Regions from separate parts of the Sus scrofa genome. Here region 2 is linked to region 1. A link is a contact called in public promoter capture Hi-C data. All regions are on one chromosome and are shown on one strand. Each heading gives the region's core, a stretch centred on a gene start, on an enhancer-like site or on the middle of the called end of the contact. The rest is flanking DNA. Distances are from core to core; before and after follow the strand shown.

Region 1 (6,650 bases), core at 2,981-5,480:
GGGCCCCCCAGTGTGAGGAGGACACAGATACATTGGTGTGTGTCTGGCAGTGGTGACCAGGATGAGGCGAGCCCTAGAAACTTTGGTGTGGGAAATAGCTGAGGGGCTGGAAGGAGGTGTTGAGAAGGAGAGGTGCAGATAAATGGAAAGCCAGTATTCTGGCATTTGAAGGCTCAGGGCAGAGGCATTGGTCATGCTCTGTGTGGCCCTGGAGTGCAGAACTGCAACTGTCAGGAAAAATCTGTCCAAGATGAAAAGGTCTCCCTTAGAAGGAATGAGTCATTTCATGTCTCTCTATGGATAAGCAAGCAGAGTCTGCATCAGGCATCAGGGACATGAAGGACAGGAAAGGAAGAACAGGAGAGTGAGGCAAACATAGAAAAAGAGAGACAGGAATAGACAAGGAAGGCAGAGAGGCAGAAGAAACAGTTTTGAGAGATCAGTATGTTACAACAAACACATTTAGGGAATCTGACCTGCCCTGTTCAGGTCTTTGCTAGTGATACCCTGAAACGCCAGCAGATGGAGATATTACCCCAGGAAAGAAGGACTCTGCCTGCCCCTCCTCCTAACCCTCCAATTCCTTATACTTACCAAAAAATTAAGTTTTTCTCCTCTGAAATATAATGCTAAGAGAGAATTTCAGAGGTCTCTGAATTTCCAAACTGTGATAGTCAATTTTATGAGTCAACCTGACTGGCTTCAGGTGCCCAGATTGAAGGGTACTTCCGGATGTGTCTGTGAGGGTGCTTCCAGATGAGATTAACATTTTAATCAGTGGTCTCTCAAGTAGATTGTCTTCCCCAAATTGGGTGGGCATTAGCCAATCAACTGAGGGCCTTAACAGAACACAAAGTGGAGGAAAACAGAATTTGTCCATTTTTTTTTCTTGCCACATCTGTGACCTGAGATCTCATTTTCTCTGGCCCTCAGTCTTGCAGTTGCATGGTCAGCATTCCTTGTTCTCCAGCCTTCAAACTATATCGCCAGCTTTCCTGCCAGTTTACTGATGGCAGATTGTCAAACTGTTCAGCCTCCATAATCCTATGAGCCAATTCCTCATAACAATCAATCTCTTTCTGTGTGTCTCTCTCTGTATCTCTGTTTCTTACTCTCTCTCTGGTTCTGTTTCTCTGGAAAACCCTAATTAATACAGCACCTTGCAGGGGCCCCAGGCTTGGTGGTTAAAGGTGGGAGCCTGGGAGCTCCCATCATGGCACAGAGGAAACAAATCCGACTAGGAACCATGACGTTGTGGGTTTGATCCCTGGCCTTGCTCAGTGGGTTAAGGATTCGGCGTTGCTATGAGCTGTGGTGTAGGTCAAAGACGCAGCTTGGATTCTGTGTTGCTGTGGCTGTAGGGTAGACTGGCAGCTGTAGCTTTGATTCGAGCCCTAGCCTGGGAACCTCCATATACCGCGGGTACGGCCCTAAAAAAACAAAAAACAAAAAACAAAAAACCAAAAAACTAAAAACAAAAACGGAGGTAGGAGGTGGGAACCTGAATGGGATAGGAAGGGCCTTCATGTTGGGTGGTGGTGGTGATGGAAGATGTGGTACTTACAGGGCTACTGATCGAATAAGTAAAAAGATGAAGGCTAACTGGAACCAAGTTTCTCACTGTCAAAGAAGGAAGTTACAAATATGGGAGGGAAGAAAGCAGAATGAAACCTTCCCATGCTGGATGGGAATTAGAGGTCACTGTTGACTTATGGTCTCTAATATATACATAGATTTAGAAATAAATTGGGAGTTCCCGCTGTGGTACAGTAGATTGATGATCCAGCTTGTCTCTGTGGCATTGACAGTTCTATCCCCGACCCAGCTCAGTGGCTAAGGATCTGGCATTGCTGCAGCTATGGGATAAGTCACAGATGCAGCTCAGTTTCAAGCTCTGGCCCAGGAAATTCCATATGCTACAGGTGAGGCCCAAAAAAGAAAAAAAGCACTTTTAGTTGTAAAATTGTGTTTAGATACATATATTCACTAATTCAGGCCTGGGAGGAGTGACGTCCCAAAAGCAGACATAGATCCTGGTTTCTAAGTATCATTTCTGACCAGAAGAAACCAGAACTCCTTGGAGAAATGAGTGATTTTGGGCTGGGGCAGGGAAAGTACAAGATGAATTGAAACCGTGGCCAGAGAGCAAGGACATGTTCAAAAAAAATAATGTGAACATGTTAAAAGGACACTAACCAGCTTATGGGGTTCCCACTGGCCCAATCTGGGAAAATTTGGCCATGAAACTAAATGACAGTAGCAGATTCCAATCTACTGAATAAAATAAGAATCCACAAATCCATACTGATATTTGTAAGTAAATAAATGAATAATTGAAAGGTGAACAGGATATTTACTTAGTCTATAGTAAAAAAAAATTGCCCACAATATACTTATTAATTACAAAGGGAAAAGAATAACTTTACTGTGGAGAAACATGGCTGATTCCACATTAGTTAAGTGATCAAAGTTACTGTAACCTGTGATGGGACAAATCGAATTGTACATCACCTGACATAACACAATGAGAAGAACAGTATCATATTTGTAAAATTTCTGCCAAAGATGCATAACCTGAAGCTAATCACTTGGAAACATTAGAGAAACATTAGACAAACAGATTGAAGGACATTCAAAATAACTGGCCTGTGAACTTTAAAATTCAAAGTCAGAGTAAGAAACTGTTTTTGGTGGAAGGAGACTACAGAGCTATGCCAGCTAAATGCAATATGTGATTCTGGACAAGATCTTCTGTTATAAAGACATTACCAGAAGAGCTGATGAACTGAAGTGGGAAATGATGAGTATATGGTAGTAATGTAGCAATGTTAATTTCCTGATTTTTATGGCTGTAGTGTAGCCATTTAGGGATCGTTTTTGTCTGTAGGAAATACTATACATGGTCTTCAGGTGTGATGGGGCATCAGGTTGATAACTTACTCTAAAAAGTTCAGGGCCAGAAAATTTCTTTGCACTGTACTTGCAATTTTTCTGTAAGTTGAGATTTGGTAATTAGAAAAGACTTGCTCAGAAAAAGGAGAGCTCAGGTGTTATCTTTTTTTTTTTTTTTTTTTTGTCTTTTTGCCGTTTCTTGGGCCGCTCCAGTGGCATATGAAGGTTCCCAGGCTAGGGGTCTAATCGGAGTTGTAGCCACCGGCCTACGCCAGAGCCACAGCAACGCGGGATCCGAGCCGCGTCTGCAACCTACATCACAGCTCACGGCAACGCCGGATCCTTAACCCACTGAGCAAGGGCAGGGACGGAACCCGCAACCTCATGGTTCCTAGTCGGATTCGTTAACCACTGCGCCACGAAGGGAACTCCCAGGTGTTAATGTTTTTTAGATCATCTTGGAAGTACGTGCAGGGGGAGGGGAAGTCTCAAAAGAAGGCAATTTGGAAAACACAGATGAGTCAACCTGGTTCTTTCCCTTCAACAGTACCCTCCTTTGACTGAGAAAAACGGGTCCTAGCCTGGGCCCATGCTGAAAGATCTGCTTTAATCCTCCTTTTTGCCTAATAACTCCCCATGCGGTAGGGAGGGTTGAATCCGCGGGGACAAAGGACCATGCCTTCTGGTTCCCCCTTCTTGTCCACCCCAGAAGCTTTGAGTCTGCTGGGCCTCTCCCACTGGTCCATACTCTCAGAGTTGATTGAACCACAGGTGGTACTGTGCCAAGGTCCGAGAAGATGAGGTCATGTTACTGTTTACAGGATTGTGGATCACGTTTGGGCTTAAGGATTGATATCCAGGTGTGTGGATGGAGGTCCTGGAAAGCGGCCGGTCTCCGCCAGTCGCCACATTTAGTTAGCGTGCAAGGATTGCCTATCGAAAAATTCTAAATTTGAACTTGGACTTTCAGGCGTCAGTAAGACTTATTTGCCTCGGTGGTAGAGATAGACCATACCCTACCTAGACTCAGCCGCGAAGAAACCCGTCTATGCGCTAAAGCAAGACCTGAAGGTAGTGTGCTCCCTAGCGGCACACGACCTGTAAAGAGCAGGCCGAGTGCTGGGCCAATCACGTGTTGCGCCTTGCTGCGGAGGAAGGAGCGGGGCATAGGGAGCGCAGAGACCCCGCCTCTCCACGCGGAGGGGCGGGCGAAGAGTGAGAGGGGATGGCCCGCCTCAGAGCTCAGCGAGACAGCGCTTAGGGGCCGGGCCTGATGGGGGCGGAGCCACGCATCTCTGCGTGCGCAGGGCGGTGCCCGGAGAGGCCACGCCTCTTCCGCCCTGCCTTTTTTTTTTTTTTTTTTCCACCCGCGTGTACCTAGCGGACGCAGTTGTCTTAACTCCTGTGCTTGGCGGTAGAAGGGCGAGATGGCGGCGGAGGTGTTGCCGAGTGCAAGGTGGCTGTACTGTGGAGACCCCGAAGAGAGCCAGAGAGCTTTACTGGGTAAGGACTGCGGAGCCGGAGCAGAGCTCCCTGTAACTTCCTCCCTTTCTGTCTCGGTATCTACAGCCCTCGTCTTCCCTTACTGGTCCGTCCCCCTTCTCAGCTGGGCCAGATCCCTTCCAGGCTCTACTGCTACTTAGGGCTCGGCCAGGGTTCCTCTGTCATCTCACCGCGTTTCTGTCACCACCTTCCCGCTGAATGAGGCCTTACCAGTTACCCCTTCCCAGTACTCTAGACCCGGTCATCTCCTCACCCATCAAGTCTCAAACCTGCTCCATTTACTTTCCTCCATTGGGCAGAATTTTTCTTTATCTTTTTAGGTCTGGTCCAGGCCTCGTCAGTTAGTCCCATTTCCCCTAGTTATTCCCTCCCGTCGAAGCCCCTCTCTCCTCAGGCCTCCCCTTACCTTCCCATCCCCTCCCCATCCTCTTCCCACCTGGATCCGGATCTCCTTAAGCCCTCCTTTGGGGAGTTCCCATCATGGCTCAGTGGTTAACGAATCCGACTAGGAACCATGAGGTTGCGGGTTTGATTCCTGGCCTTGCTCATTGGGTTAAGGATCCGGCGTTGACGTGAGCTGTGGTGGTGGTCGGATCCCGCATTGCTGTGGTTCTGGCGTAGGCCGGTGGCTACTGCTCTGATTAGACCCCTAGCCTGGAAACCTCCATATGCCGCGAATTTGGCCCCAGAAAAGACAAAAAACAAACAAAAAACAAAAAAAAACCTCCTTTGGGCCAGGACCTGGGCCTCTTTGCCATCCCCATTCCTTCAGTCACTCCCTCTCATTGACTGTCTGTTTCCTCTGCATCATACTCTCTTGGTCCTTCTGCTCTCATGTCATTCCTGGGCTACAATCTTACAGTCCAGTTCTCCAATGGGAAGCTGCAGAATCCAGGCAACATGCGCTTCACCTTGTACAAGAGCAATGATTCCACAAACCCCAGGAAGAGGAGTCAGCGGATCCTGGTAAGTGCTGCAGTAGCTTGTTTTCTCCACTCTGCAGGCTTCAGGAGGCCCCTTGGGTGTGGAAGGGAGTGAGAGGAGAAAAGCAGGGGATAGCAGATTAGCCTTAAAGAACTTTGAGCCCCAGCAGGCTGGTGTGTGGGAGCAGGCTCCATTCAGTTTCACACTTATGGTGAAATGATAGCCCTTTATTCATTTGTTCATTCAGCAACCATCTATTGAACCCCCACTGTGGCTCTGGGCCGTAAGCAGCTAGGGAGACAACTAAGTCAGACATGGCCCCACCCGGAGGGAGCTCATAATCTAGAGCAGCATTTCTCAATCTCAGCACGACTGACCTTCTGACCCAGATAATTCTTTGTTGTGGGGACTGTTCTGCACATCCCTGGTGTTTAGCAGCTTCCCTGGTCTCTACCCAAATATACCTAGCACCTCCTCGTTGTGACAATAGCATGTCAGACATTCCCAGATGTCCCCATAGGGGTATTTCCCTGGGTTGAGAACCACTGATCTAGAGAAGTGAGAACTGGATGTAGGGGACACTTACACATAAGGAGACAAAGTTCAGGATTCCAGGGAGGGAGGGTACAGAGCAGGGCAAAGTGCGCTCTGCTTGCCAGAATGCCTTCTTGTGGCAGGATGCATTGGAGCCCTGAAGGATGGAGGAAGGTTTGACAGCTGAGGCTAATATTCCAAGTGAAGAGGACACCAAGGACAAACATGGGGAAGCAGGAAAACTTGGCTATGATTGAGGAGTATATTAGCCATTTCCATGGTCCTGGGAGCATGTAAGGAACAGTCATGGAAGAGGTGGCAAAGAGGTTCAAGAAGGGGTTAGACTTTGGGGTTGCCTGCAGGATCATTTTGTTGCATGCCTCTACGTGCTCAGCTACTCTCCCAAGCTCCACCAAGAACTTTCTGGCCTAGCTGGAAGCCAGCAATACCTGGGGCTTCCCTTTCAAAAATCCTTTTGCTTTTTCCCCAGGGACACCCAAAATTCACTTAAAGATAGTGGAGCTGGATCATCTCAAAGAGGCTCTCCCTGTTCTAATCTACTGTGGTTTGGAGTCTAAAGCTTCTGTATCTGAGGTTGCTCAGCTGTGGGAAGTCAAGATATTTATTATCTTTCAGCATTGGTTGTAATGGAACTTTCCCCCTCTCCATTTTAGGCAGCTGAAACAGACAGACTTTCCTATGTGGGAAACAATTTTGGGACTGGAGCCCTCAAATGCAACACTCTCTGCAGGTAGGGACAGGGTAAAGGGATTGCGGGGAGTAGAGGGTGGTGGCGG
Region 2 (7,279 bases), core at 1,167-3,666, 1.1 Mb after region 1:
ATACTACTGATACACGTGACAACCTGGAGATTCTCAAAAGCACCATGCTAAGGGAAAGAAGCCAGATACAAAGAACTGCGTATTGTCCACGTGACATTTTCAAAAAAGCAAAGCTATGGTGACGGAAATCAGATTAGTGGTTGCTGGGGGCTGGAGATGGTAGGGGGGAATTAACTGTAAAGAGGCAGGAGGGATCTTTTTGAAACAATGGATTAGTTCAATGGTTCCATTGTGGTGGTGGACACATGATTGAATACATTTGTCAAATTCATTAACCTGTACACTTAAAATATTTATTATATGTAAACTATTAATCAATGCAACTGATTTTTAAAAAAACTTACTGCAGAGCATCATTTATCCTTATAGATAGGCCAGTCCAAACATGGACTCCTTTTGCAAGGGCCTCAGACTTGGGGTCAACTCACATCATTTCATGATTTATTTTACATATTGGACTTGGGAGTTTGTCCTAATTTCCTACTCCAACCGGCCATCTTTCAATTGGGAGCCGCTTTTTACATCTTTCCAATCTTAAATGTGAAGCCAGGGGATGTATGAGCACTGCAGAGTCCAAATTGAATCTGGTTGTGTATTAGGTTTATTAAGTCCAATGCAGTGTTTGGAGCAGAATGGAGGGGAGAGAAGGAAAAGAGATATCTGAAATAGACTGAAATACAGCAGTGGGGATGAAAAAATTGCCAAGGAGAGACATTTGGGCAGATTTAGTCAGGGACTAGATGTGGGCATAAAAAAGAGAGCAGTGTTCAGAGAAGACGTTGAACGGTTTCCCATTGCCTTTGAAAAAAAGCCCAAACTCCTAAGCATGGCTATCAGGCCTTCCAGAGTCTGTTTCCAATCTCCATCTTCATTGCCCACTACCTCTTTTCACTGAATCTAAAGCTCCTCAAGCACAGGCTTGTGCCTTAACATAGTAGGCACTCTATTAATAGCAGTTGTTCTGTACAGGGTAGTTGTATGTACAAATATACAAATGTCCATTCGCCTACTGATGGAGGTCTGTGTTATTCTCCTGTTTGGCTGTTACAAACAAAACTGCTATGAATATTCTTGTCCAGGTCATTATGTGGACGTATGTTTTCATTTCCCTTGGGTAAATGCTGGGAATGGAATAGCTGGGTCATATGGTAGGTTTCATACACCCATACAATGGAATACTACTCAGAAATGAAAAGACTTGAACTCTTGGTGCACACAGCAATATGGATGAATCTCAACATGCTTCTGCTGAGTGAAAGAGGCTGGATTCCCCCCCCCCCAAAAAAGACAGCACATATATGATTCTGTTTATATAAAATTCTAGAAAAAACAAACTAATCTATAGCTACAGAAAACAAAGCTGCAGTTGATAAGGCAAGGGACAGAGGCACATGAGGTGAGGATTATAAACGTGCATGAGAAAACTCTTTTGGGGAGACAGATATGTTCATTATTTTTACAGCAGTGCTAGTTTCACAGCTGTATACACATGTCAAAACATCATAGTGTACATTTTAAACATGGGTAGCATGTCAATTATACTTTAATAAAGCTGTAAAAAATACTGTTTGAATAAATAGTAGGCCCTCAGTAAAGGCATATAGAATGAATGCAGCAAAGTGTTTATAGTTGGTTTAAGGAATACAAACCAATATGCCCAATAAATGTTGGTAGAATTAATGTGCAGAAAAAAAAGTGAATACTAGGTGTTCAGTAATTTTATAACAAATGAATGAATAAATGAATTTGAGAAATGTTTATGTCAGCCTACCCTGTGCCAGGGACTATTCTTGGTTCTGGGAATAGATTACGGAACAAAACAAAGATCCCTGAGCTCATAGAGTTTTAATCTGAGGAGGACAGTAGACAACGAAAAGGTAAGTAAAACACATAGAGTGTGCTACCCGGGTGCTAAGGAGAGAGAAAGGTGAGAAGGCGTTGGGACAGGGAATGTTAGCGAAGGAGAAGACATTTTTGAGAAGGTGGCTCCTCCTCGAAAGGGTAACCCTTGAGAAAAGACCGAAAGGAAATGAGCGGACCAGGTGGGTGTCTGAGAGAATAAAAAGTAACTGCCCCAGAAACGAAGAAAAGACTGAGCGAGAGCTGAATGAGACATCTGACGGGTACGCGAATGCAATAGCAGGCGCACACATGTGCTGGTGAAGTGGGCTGGGTCCCGGGTCTTCCCGGCCCGCCCGTTCTTGCATCGTCCACGTGGAGGCGCTCCTGCGCCCGCCCTGCCGTCGTCTTCCGCCGACGGCCCGTGCGTGGGCACGCGCAGAAACCGCTAGGCGGCGTCGGTTTCCCTTCCCACGCGCGGACGCCGGCGTGGGCGGACGCGGCCGGGGTGCCCGCGCGTGCGCAGAGCCGAAGCCGGGCTGCCCTCGGGGAGGGGCGGAGCGGGGCGGGGCCGAGCAGGGCGGGGCGGGGGCTTGAGGTGATTCCCGAGCCGCGGCGGCGGCGGCGGCGGCAGCGGCGGCTCCGGCCGTGCTGGGGAAACCGAAAGTGGGCGGTGGCTGCGGCTGTGGCCCTGGCGGAGACGGCGGCGAGAGCCGGGCCCAGAGGCGCGGGGACGGGCCGCAGGCCCCCAGAACGAGGTGAGCGCAGGTCCCGCCGGCTGCAGAAACGACAGGTGCCGGGCGAGGTTTGGCGAGGTTTCAGGCTGGCACAACGCACCTGGGTCGCTAGCGGAACAGTGGCCCGAGCGGGACTCGAATGGACCCCGGGCCTCTTCCCTGCAGCCGCAGAGGATGCCCCGGTCTCCACCCAGGAAAGCGGGCTGGGCTCCAGGGAGTTGGAGTTCCAGAGCGTTGTGTTGTAAATCTTTGATGGGACCCCTCCCCCGACCGCTCGGGGCTGTCTGGGCGTTCACCCCTGGGGAGTCGGACGGACCCCTGACGCCTGGGAAACTCAGTGCAGTGGGGAAATGCAGCAGGGGGGTGTGGACAGGGGGCGGGAGATGATGACCAGGAAGTGGTTCCTGGTACCGGCGCAGGGGCCCCCAGCCGCCCGCTTGGAGCAAGGGATAGCCGGGCCCCCTGGCTATTGAACTCCCGTATTTTACACCGTGAACTTTAAGTTCCTTAAAGGCACGGACCTCTCTTTACAGACCAGCCCTGCAAGCCGCTTAAGTAATGTAGGACACAAATAACTATCCGCTTCTCTTAAACCGCGAGCACCTGGTGGGTACAGAGCACCAAGTAAGGAGGGAAATATGAATCCAAGAGTGAGTTGTCTCTTTACTTTCGCCAGAACCCCCAACAGGGTCAGGTTCTCAGCCTCAGTTTAAGGGCTCGGAGCCCGCATGACTGTTCTGCTCAGATCTCCTTGAGGGGGTAGGTGCAGTACATTTCCATACATAACCAAGGGCACCACTCACTCCCAAACAATTTCAAAGAACTGGAAAGGGAAACAGCGATGTTAGAAAACGTCTTGGCCCCAAAGATTCCCGAAAGCCACCCTACAAAACGAAAACAAAAATACCACTGATCTGGGTCATCCCTCCTTCCCCACTTTCGTGCAGGTGGAAAATTTGCTGAAAAGTGCCCTGCCTTGTGATAGATGACAATTTAATGACCGAAGTGAAAATTAGACCCAAGTCCCTATTCCCCATCTGCTTTGATGTGCTGGTGTTGCATACTGTGCATAGTGGGAGCTTTGCAGACTTGGCTTCTGGGCTTCTCCACTTCGTAATTGTGTAAATTGAACAAATTACATAGTGTTTTTGAGCCTGGCTTTCTGTTTATCAATTGGAAATACTTAACTTTGCAAGGCTTTTGTGAAATAACTACTGTAGTCCCTTTGACTCATAGTAATAAAGAAGTGTTAACTCTTTTCCTTCCACCAGACTTCCCATATTTTACATAATTGTGTTTCACTCTCTTGGAGGCAGGGACATAACTTTAAGTTCTGTCTATCATATAAATTGGACCATGGTGGAGGTTTCTGCACGTTCACTCAACTGCCATTCAGGGAGCATCATGAACTGTGCTGGTGCGGGAAATGGCTGTGGAGCCAACCGGGGTAGAACCTACATCCCCTGTGCCTCCCGTCCAGGGCCCTTTGCCAGCCCACAGCCTCCCTGTGTGCTAGAGAAACATAGTGAGACTGTGAAGTAGCACTTGGTGGTGCCTTCAGATTACAGCCCCTGTAGATTGGAAATGAAATGTAATCCCTGCTAATGCCCTTTTAAGTGTCCTAGTTGAACATGGCTGAATGAACTATTGTATTTTGTACCTAGAGATTTAACTCTTTGAAGGATGTCTCTTTAAGTTCTCAGTGCAGTACAGTCTAGTTAGAGACTTCATATGAATGTAAAGGAAAAATAGAATCCAACTCTTAAGTGCTGACTCTGTGAGCAAGTGCTATTTCTGAGAACCGAGATTTGACATAGAATGAATGCTTTGCTTCTGGGCAAAGCTTCAGGGTCAGCAGATACATACAAAACGGACAGAGGTTCCTTGGTGCTTGGAGTGAAATCTCATTTCATATCTATGTGAATTGGTTTTTTTCTTTCTTGATGGAAAACTACCTTTCTCCTCCCTGCTCCTGCCTTTGTGTTTTTAGAAGCTTCATTCTTTTCATTATTTCCCCTATTGGGCCAGTTTTTTACAAAATATTGCCTTTTATACAAACAATTTAAAGGCAGTTTGTCATTTTTAACTGAAAATATGTGTGAGGATGTATGGCAGTTAATGCTTCTGATCGGCACAAGACACTCAACGTGACCCCAGAGTAAACTCAGTATTTTAGCTCTGCTGCTTTGTCAACAGGAAGCACACCCATGATTTCCATCAGATCTTTGGACCCTATTTTGCCCTTGAAGGAAAACCAGGGAAAGTTGGAAACTGTGGATCTTGTCCATCCTCTTTTTCTTCCATATGAAAAAAGTGACTTAGAGACTTGCTCAGAGTCACACCTAATTAGAATCAGAACTGGCATTAAGACCCAAACTCCTAACTAAGCCACTTACGATCTCAGGGTTTTTTCCTCTGGCCTGTAGATTTATGGAAAGCCCTTATTTATTCATACTGTGTAATTAGTAATGCATGTATAATTTGGAGGTTGAAATTACAATAATAAAAAAAAGGAAGGAGTTCCCGTCGTGGCTTAGTGGTTAATGAATCCGACTAGGAACCATGAGGTTGCGGGTTTGACCCCTGGCCTTGCTCAGTGGGTTAAGGATCCGGCGTTGCCGTGAGCTGTGGTGTAGGTTGCAGAAGCGGCTCGGATCCCGAGTTGCTGTGGCTTTGGCAGAGGCCGTTGGCTATAGCTCCGATTAGACCCTAGCCTGGGAACTTCCATATGCCTTGGGAGCGGCCCAAGAAATGGCAAAAAGACAAAAAAAAAAAAAAAAAAAGAATAGGAAACAGCTCTCTGAAGTTACCCTGAGGGAGAATATCACTACCCGAGGGCATTAATAACTATCTTTCTTTTTAAGAAGAATTGATAAAGGAATAATTCAGGTGTAACAAATAGACTACAGTTGGAAAGAAAAGATAATATATTAAACTGTTGCAAGGTGAGAAATCACCAAAACTTTACCTCTCTGAGGCTCAGTTTATTGATTTTTTGTAATGAGGGATTTGGGATAGACTGGAGGATGCCTAAAATCTTTTCAGCACAGACATTCTGGGTTTTAGGGGCCTGGCTTAGTGCTACAGATAGTGTCTGCATGGAGAAGGGCAGCCATTTACCAGAAGTATGTGCCTTAAGGGAATAATAAAAATTGAGTAGCTGACTAAAGAAGGTAAGAGAGATTGCATGGTGATTTCAGTTTACCCTAACAATTCTTCCGATTTATTTGGGCTTTTAGTGCCACTCTTCAAATCGAATTTATAACACGAAAAGTGCAATGGGGAAGATGAGCCAAATAATGCAGCTGGAAATAGTTGAGAAAAGAGAAGCTGAGCGGAGAGAGCACAGATGGGAGGGAGATCAGCTTGGCTAAAGGTCTCTGGGCCTCAGGAGGGAGGAAGCTCCAGCTTCAGGAAGCACATCACATGCACATGACTGAGCCAGGGAGGACGAGCCAGTGGTAAAAGCAGGTATCTAGAGGACACCAAACCTGGCTCTTCAGAATAAGACTCTCCCAGAACCCTTTTCAGGGTCAGGTGTGTTAGAAATGTTGTGCATTTGCAAACTTCAGTTTTGAGTGTGAAAATTATTTTAGGCTGTTCACATTGTTTAAACCTTGCTTTCCTGCAGGTTGTCATTACTTTCCCCTATTCCTTGCCCCACTTTTTGTACTTCATTAACATTTGGGGGCACTCGTGATTAATTGTGTAGCAAAATAGAAAAGGAACAGTATAAAAGGATTGGATTTTTGCAGCAGTTGACAGGTCTTTTGGATTTGGGTGCCGCATCCTTAAATCACACTGTGTGGCAGATGCCCGTTTAAGGTCCCTTGAAGTACTAGTCACTAAGAATGCCCCAGGGCTGTTCCCTGTGTCCCCCAAGTCGAACTTGTGTTCAGAAGCCAACTCTATACATTGGAGTGTCTGAAAGGAAGCCTTAAGTCTGGGAGCCGGAAGACTGGGGGTCTTGTGGTTCTGGCCATAAAAGAAGGCCTGGAATAATTACCCTGGACCTCAGGTGTGGGGTTGTTTTTGTTTTGTCATTTTTAAACTGAGCAGTTTGGAGGAGATGGTGTGAAGGGGCCCACTAGCATTCTGTGTGCCTCAGCCTCCTTTGAGGCTGGCCCCACTGGCCTGTGCTGCCATACAGTGTCCGTGGACACTGGGAGTACAGTCTGCAGGGAGCCTCTGCCCCAAGACCCTTTGCAAAAGTAGTTAAGTGACTTTTGCCTACTAGTTAGGTGAGACATCTTGGAGAAGATCCAGTGGCCTTTTTTAAGTTTGCCAGGTCAAGTAGGTTAACAAGGCAAGCAAGAAAACCTGGGGCAATGCTGATATTTCAAATTTGATGCCTTTCACCAATGCCCCGTTCATTGCACTCTTAGCCACGTAATGCATATATTCATAGACAGTTTCCCATCTGTACCATGCCTTGAGGAAAACCTAACTTCCAAAAGCCAAGTATTGTGCTAAGCACTTCCAGCTATTTCTGATGCTTGTCATTCAGAAAGAGAGGCAGAGAAAGGAGGAGGAAAACGAGTGAGAGGAAGGACATGAAAGTCAAGTGCAGTCCATTGTAGCTGGTTTCTTCTTCCTTGACTGAGGTCATTGCTAGCTGACCTTGGCCAGTTTTTGAAATCAAAAGAATTCTGATTAAATAAGTCCCCAGACTCACCTCCACTTTACTCTGCTGTTTAGGATTC

What was found. Promoter capture Hi-C pulls out the DNA fragments that hold promoters and counts their contacts.
Region 2: a contact with region 1 is called in a promoter capture Hi-C map of liver, with 3 times the contacts expected there. The contact joins the promoter of TDRD7 here to the promoter of POLR1E in region 1. A contact is called at or near these places in 1 of 5 promoter capture datasets (liver) and 1 of 47 Hi-C or Micro-C datasets (embryonic fibroblasts).

The regions. Positions count from the first base shown.
Region 1 is chr1:238,193,429-238,200,078 of Sscrofa11.1, forward strand. It overlaps POLR1E (DNA-directed RNA polymerase I subunit RPA49), which reads left to right and starts at 4,231. Exons shown (of 12, transcript XM_021066147.1): 1 at 4,231-4,395; 2 at 5,258-5,361; 3 at 6,528-6,604. The coding sequence starts at 4,320.
Region 2 is chr1:239,283,212-239,290,490 of Sscrofa11.1, forward strand. TDRD7 (tudor domain-containing protein 7) reads left to right here and starts at 2,417. Exons shown (of 17, transcript XM_001924680.5): 1 at 2,417-2,597.